2 separate regions of the Mus musculus genome follow, and region 1 is linked to region 2. The links are chromatin contacts, called in public HiChIP or PLAC-seq maps. All regions are on one chromosome and are shown on one strand. Each heading gives the region's core, a stretch centred on a gene start, on an enhancer-like site or on the middle of the called end of the contact. The rest is flanking DNA. Distances are from core to core; before and after follow the strand shown.

Region 1 (3,303 bases), core at 505-3,004, 320 kb before region 2:
GGATCAGACTCTCCAGACCATCTCAGAAACCGTGTAAGCCAGCCTAGTCTATTCAAGACCCTGCCTCCAGAGAAGGAGGGAGAAAAACAAGGGTCTCTAAAAGTAATGGGGGGCAGGGAGGGAGGTCATAGATAAGTATTACCTGAAAGCAGATTTTTTTTTTTAAGAGGAGGAGACCGTTCTTATAGTTGGCAAAACCCAAGTAGTAACAAGAGAGTAAGACCATGCACTCAGGAGGGCAGGAAGAGATGACGCTCAGACTTTCTGGAGAACAGATTTAAAGAAATGAGCAGCCCTGTGACGTGGCACATGCCTGCTATCCCAGCTACTCAGGAAACTGAGGCAGGAAGAACACATGCTCACGGCCTTTGTGAGCAACTTGTGACCCTGTCTCAAATAAGAAGGGGCTGGCAATGTAGCTCAGTGGGAAGGACAGAAGGTAAAAACCCTTCCCCTCTTCAGACAACAGCTTCCTGGAAGGTACTGAAGTGTTAAGAAGATGCTGAAAGGCAAGCCTTTGTAGCTGGTGCAGAAAGGAAGTCAGAAGCACAGGATGCAATGATAGCTGGGCACATCCTTTAACCTCACACTGCCACCCCATCTCTTCTCACAAGAATTCACAGATGGAAAAACATCTTCAAGTCCATAACATGCTACAAATTTGCATGAGTCACTGTAAGAATCGACCCCCACAGAACAGAGAATCTGTGGCAAGAGGTGGTTTTCTAAGACAGTCGATGTTTCTAGCATTCAAGAGTGAAAAGGAGCAGCTTAGGAGAAAAAGAGAATGAGTGGAACTAAGAGGCAGGAGAGAGAGAGAAAGAGAAAGAGAAAGGAGGGGGGGAGAGAGAGGGAGAGAAAGAGGGGGGAGGAAGGGGGGAGAGAAAGAAGGGGAGGAAGAGAGAGGGAGAGAGGGAGACAGAGGGGGGGAGGGGAAAGAGAGGGAGGGAGGGAGGGAGGGAGGTAGGGAGAAGGTTGTGTTCCAGTGGGGAAGGGAAGGCCTAGAAGCAGGAAGGAAGCAGGCAGGAGACACCGGCCCATTCACTCTGGCAGCTACCAAGCTGACAGAGGAGGACTACAGCAGTAACGGAGGAGGACTACAGCAGTAATCAGGGGTTGGGTAACGGAGGAGGACTACAGCAGTAATCAGGGGTTGGGTAATAACAAGGCTTCTTTCTCCCTGCCGATTTCCAGCCGCAGCACAAACAAATCATTACTCCTCATTGCCAGCCTCCTACTGTTGAATCAGGTGTCCACAGAGCCAAGGAAGAGACCTGTGGCCCATCTTAGCTCTATATTGCTTCTAGTTATACAAGAAGTCCAACAGGATGCCATAAGAAAGGGTAAGAAAAAAAAACTATAGAAATGAGCAGCTGCGTCTGGTGGCACACGCCTGTCATCCCAGCTACTCAGGAGATCGAGGCAGGCGGAGCACACACACTCATGGCCTGTGTGGGCAACTTGTGGCCCTGTCTCAAACAGGAAGTAAAGGGGCTGGGGATGTAGTTCAGTGGGAAAGCACTTGCCTACTAACATAGAAGGCCCAGGCACCACTGGAGACAGAAAGGTGAGGCCAGATGAAAAGAGCACCCCCTACCCCACCCTACCCCACCCCAGACAGACAGCGGCCTACTGAAGGCTCTAAAGTGTTCAGAGGCCGACAAAGAAAACCAAGAACTGAGCACAGAGTGCCAGGCTGAGTCAGGGGAAGAAGAGCGGGCGGAGGGTAGGGACAGCAGGGTGTGGAAAATGACTGTCTGAATCACAGAGTTAGAAAGAAGGCCAGGGTTACTCTCTACAGGGTGGAGACCAGGTAGTCCTGGCTCCACCAAGAACCAAGCCAGAAAAAAAAAAAATCGCAGCTAAAGGGAGCTGGGTATGGAGGAACTTCCTGACCAGCAGGATGGAACCAGCACAGCCACCCAACTTTTCACCAGGCCTGGCTCTCCACTTTGCCTAAGAAACCTCCTCGGACCCCTCTCACACCAACTCCAAGTCAGTTCATGTATTCACTCACCAAACATCGATCAGCAGATAAGGCACTTGCTTCGATAGCCTGCTAACCGGGAACATATGTAAAAGTGCAAGGTAAACAAGGAGATCTTCCACATGTGTGCCATGGCACGCATACTCCTACCTACACCCACACCCACCCCTACACCCACACCCACCCCTACACACACACACACCCCTACAGACACACATACACACACTCACCTCATTAAACATCAAGTGCCTAAGGCTGAGGGTGTACCTCATCTGGGAGTGTGCTTGCCTAACACGCATGAAGCCTACACGCATGGAGCATGTTCTATCCTCAGCATCTCATAAAACTGCAAGAAGTGGACACACCTGTGATCTCAGCACTCAAGTGGTAAAGGCAGAAAGAGCAGAAGTTCAAGGTCACCCAGATGCATCACAAGTTAAAGCTAGCCTGTTCTTACACGGGAAGCAGAGTAGAGAGCTGGCTCTGCAGTTCTAAGCTGGCTGCTCTTGCAGAACATGCTTTGTTCCTAGCAACCACACTCTCCACACTCACACTCACCTGTAACGCCAGCTCCAGGGGTTCCCAAGCCCTGTTCTGACTCTGCGAGCTCCTATCGTGTGTAAGAATCACATACATACATGCAGGCAAACATACAGATAAAATAAAACTTTTGTTTTTAATGAAATAGCTGGGAAGCGAAGGTGTTAGTGACTAGAACGTGACAGGTAATACAGAATAGAGAGCCCTCCCCTCAGGGAGCTTACAGTCTACTTGACAAGGCATCTACTCGAGAAGGCATCTACTGAAGGAAGATACAGTTAGTTACACAGCTATAAGTCCTAAAGAAAGGGGACTGGGTACTATGACAGACCAATAGGGAAGGAAAGCCAGCAAAGGACATGATATTTAAGCTGAAGCCACAGGGACAGTAAGTTAACCCAGCCAAGGATACAGGGGAGCCAAATATGCTCGCTAGCCAGCCCTCAGTCTGTACGTTACAGAAAGCTCTTGCTGCATGTTTATACAGAAGCCCTGCCTCTCACATCCCAAGTGTATCCCCACCAGACTGCCCCCCCCCCCCCCGTGAGTGCTTCCTCTGGGTGGGCCCATAGTTTTCACAAAAGCAGGCAGGGGCAAAGAAACTGCCCTGGGACTGCAGGGAACCCTGACTCGGGGCAAATCCAGCAGGAGTTTCGTGTTTGGGTATGATTTAAGTCACTCCTTCTCTCAGGAACCCTGGAAGACTGAGGGGCTGTGGCTGGAGAGCTCTAGGACAGCCAACAGGAGCTGGGGAGCAAGCTCTGCAACTCCAGACC
Region 2 (3,659 bases), core at 1,041-3,540:
TTCATTTGCACCCTTATATTTTGCATAGCTGAGAAATTATATATATATATACACACATATATATATATACATATATATATATACATATATATATATATATATATACATATTTTTTAAACTCATGTTTTCAGCATTCTTTCCCACAGCCTTAAGGGCTGTCCTGAAGGTCACAGTATTCTACCATTTTGCTGAGATACATCCTCACTTCCCAAATTCATGCTGTCTCTGATTATCATGGGTCCATTAACCTTGGCAGAAAGGACATTATTCCAAAGCAGGAACACAAATTTGTATGGATGTATGTATGTAAGTATGTACGTATGTATATGTATGTATCTCTCTCTCTCTCTCTCTCTCTCTCTCTCTCTCTCTCTCTCCTGATTACAGGAATAGTTCAGACCATTTTAAGTATTGAGAGGGGTAGCTGGGCATGGTGTCACTACCTTCCTGTCAATCTCACACAAAGAAAGAAAAAAAACCACAAGCCACCAGATAGATTACACGTGCCCATAACTTCCTACCTATCACAGCTCTTGGGTATCCTCTTTTATCCCAGTCACAAGGGAGGAGGTGTCCCCTGCTACTTAGGGCCACAGTTTTCTACCTTTCCTTTATTACTGTCCTGCTCTGGGAGTCTGTGAGACATTGTTTTCTAATTGCTATGTGTGCTGCCTCATAAAAGTCTAATTCCTTCATACACTTTTACATACTGTGCTCCTTGGGGGGCCATGGCCTTTGGGTTAGGTCTGATGTTTGTGTCCTGTCCCCTTTGATGAGATTGCAGCACTGAGAACCCGTTCTTCCACACATTCTCAGAATTTTCTTTTCTTCTACTCCAGGGGTTCTCAGCCTGTGGGTCGAGACCTCTTTGTGGGTCAAATGAGCCACTCACAGGGGTCACCTAAGACCATCAGGAAACACAGGTATTTACATTATGATTCATAACAATAGCAAAACTACAGTTATGACGTAGCAACAAAAATAATGCTTTGGTTCGGGGTCACCACAACACGAGGAACTGTATTAAAAGGTTGCAGCATTAGGAAGGCTGAGAAGTGCTGGTCTACAGGGTCTTCACTTCCCCAGCAACTCAGGCTCTCCCACTCGCTTCCAAAGGTACTGAGTTCAATTCCCAGTAACCACATGGTGGCTCACAACCATCTGTAATGGGCATCTGATGCCCTCTTCTGGTGTGTCTGAAGACAGTGGCAGTGTGTTCATATACATGATATAAATACATCTTTAAAAAAATTAACATGACTGCATCTCATCTAGTTACCATATACCTATTATTTATATTTATTATGATTGTTTTATAATGGAAACTTCTGGGGGAGGGGGGTTATGTTCAAAACAGAGTTTTTTTGTGTAGCCCTGCTGGAATTTACTCTGCTGACCAGGCTGGCCTCGAACTCACAGAGATCCACCTGCCTCTGCCTCCCAAGTACTGGAATTAAAGGCATGAGCCACCATCACCTGGAGTTATAAAGAATACTTATTCAATATGAGGATACTTGAATTCTCTTAGTAAATTTAGTATATACATTATTATGAACTGTGCTATGTCCTTGATTCTCATAAGTGAGGTCTTGTATACTGTGACCAATATTGCCTCTTTTCTTCCAACCCCTCTAAGTGATGGTTAGTTTTTGTCAACAGGATACAAAGTAGAGTCATCTGGGAAGGAGAACTTCAGCTGAATAATGACTTCCATGCGATTTCTCTGAGGGCATTTCTCTGAGGCTCTTTTCTTTACTCTTCTCTTCTCTTCTCTTCTCTTCTCTTCTCTTCTCTTCTCTTCTTTCCTTTCCTTTTCTTTTCTTCCGAGAGAGGTTTTCTCTGAGGTTTTCCTGACTGTCCTGGAATTCACGCTATAGACCAGGCTGGCCTCAAACTCATAGAGCTTTGCCTGCCTCTGGAGCATTTTCTTCATTGATGATTTGATGTGGGAAGAAGGCTCAGTTTCCTGCCTCTTCTCCTGTGTGAGTTCCTGCCCTGACTCCCCTCAATGGTGGATATGAGCCAAAAACAAAAACAAAAACGCCTTTCTTCCCCAAGCTGCTTTGGGTCAGAGTTCCATTCCAGCAACATCAAGTCAAACTGGGGCATGCCAGCTCCCAGGGGCCACCGTTTCACTGTTAGACATTCAACATCTCTTCAGGTCCCATATAAGGTGGAAAACAATTAAGGAGATTACCTGGTGTCAATCTCTGGCCTACACACACACACACACACCAACCAATTAAAAAAGAAAAAAAAGGATGAATCAGATGTCTAGCTACAGAGCTGCAGAGATTTCTCTGAGATGAGTCAGGCCACACACACCCTTTCTCTTTGAGATAAGGTTCTATTCAGCCTAGGCTGGCACTGAACTCAGAGACATGCCTGTCTCTGTCTCTTAACTACTGGAATTAAAGGTGTGAGCCAATCTTGCTCTCTAGGAAAGCTCCAGGAAGCACGCACGCGCGCACACACACACACACACACACACACACACCAGTATAGAACAGGTTTGTTTCTTTAAAATAATCAAAACCAACCATCCTGAACAAACCTTCCTGGTTTCTTCTCTGAGACTTGGTTGCCCCCACTTCGCACATCCTTCAAAGGCACACAGTGGCCTCCTTCCTGGTCCCCCCTTTCCATGTGCCTTCTCCACTCTGACACTCCTGTCATACAGAGTTGGTGGTAGAGGAAAAGGAAAGAAGGGAGCCAATGGTGTTCTTTTACATGTTCAGTGTTAAGTTCTCTCTCAAAGTCTGAGAAGGTCTCAGGAGAGGTCTGCATTAGGAAAAGAGTACCCATGATCTCAAAGGAGAACCAACCCTCCCTGACCAGAACTCAACTCCAAGCCTAAGGGTACAGGAGACTAAGGATGGACAGAGCCTTGGCACAGCCTGGAGCATGCAGTCCTGCTTGGAGACCTTGTCCAAAATTGTGTGAACCCGGAGTTTGGAAGCTCGAGTTTGTGTCGCTGTGGCCCACGCAAGGCATCTCGGAAGCATTGGGAAATGACTTATTAGATTTCACAGGACAAAGTTCCTCCTGTCACATCAGAAAACACCAGATAGCAAGGACCACACTCCGAGAGGAAAGTCCTGGCCTTCCTGCAAGTGGAAACAGGTGTTGTATCCAACTTACTAATTAAAAAAGTGAATGTTACATTATCTGCCTTGAAATCATGTCCTATCATCACACACTTAAAATTACATGGCTAATAATGTAATGGTAATTTCTTATGAGTAAATGCCTCAAGAAACTTATATTATAGCCCTGTGTCATACACAAGCTCTAAGCAGCGCAGCAAAGACAGTAGAAACATCATCCAAAAAGAAAAGAAAAAAAGACAAAGAAAGTGACTGCAAGGCAAGGCGTTTGGCACGGGAGAAGGAAAAGGGATGGAATTGTTACGTTTAGAAAACGTCTTAAGAAACATCTTGGCTATGGAGTAGTGCAAGGGTCGCCGTGCTCGCCCACATCCCCGGGGTATAACCCAGCGGGAAAAGCTTTGATCCAGAAGTTAAAAGTTGCAGAGACAGGTCACGAGAGAGTGGGAGTTGGCTTCTGGCACAGACAGCAGGCACTGGAGTCTGGACCAAGAGAGGTTAGCTTTGAAGGTTCTAGACAAAGGGAAGGCACTGTTCCTTCTTGTGCCGTAG

What was found. HiChIP or PLAC-seq counts read pairs in DNA pulled down with a chosen protein or histone mark.
Region 1: an HNF4G HiChIP or PLAC-seq map of pancreatic cancer cells shows a contact between it and region 2. The contact joins two enhancer-like sites. A contact is called at or near these places in 3 of 39 promoter capture datasets (embryonic stem cells, neural stem cells and neutrophils), 1 of 15 datasets of contacts at CTCF or cohesin (large pre-B cells) and 1 of 115 datasets of contacts at active chromatin or transcription factors (pancreatic cancer cells).

The regions. Positions count from the first base shown.
Region 1 is chr11:70,578,307-70,581,609 of GRCm38.p6, reverse strand. All of the region lies in intron 1 of Mink1 (misshapen-like kinase 1 (zebrafish)), which reads right to left. Among named protein-coding and RNA genes, the nearest start is that of Mink1, 17 kb to the right of the region's middle. Within about 2 kb of position 1,754, at least 120 of the 459 cell types and tissues checked have an H3K27ac peak or open chromatin away from gene starts, as enhancers often do. A contact at or near this core is called in pancreatic cancer cells, where this site is marked.
Region 2 is chr11:70,257,927-70,261,585 of GRCm38.p6, reverse strand. All of the region lies in intron 2 of Gm40191 (a long non-coding RNA gene), which reads right to left. Among named protein-coding and RNA genes, the nearest start is that of Alox12, 4.4 kb to the right of the region's middle. Within about 2 kb of position 2,290, at least 21 of the 459 cell types and tissues checked have an H3K27ac peak or open chromatin away from gene starts, as enhancers often do. A contact at or near this core is called in pancreatic cancer cells, where this site is marked.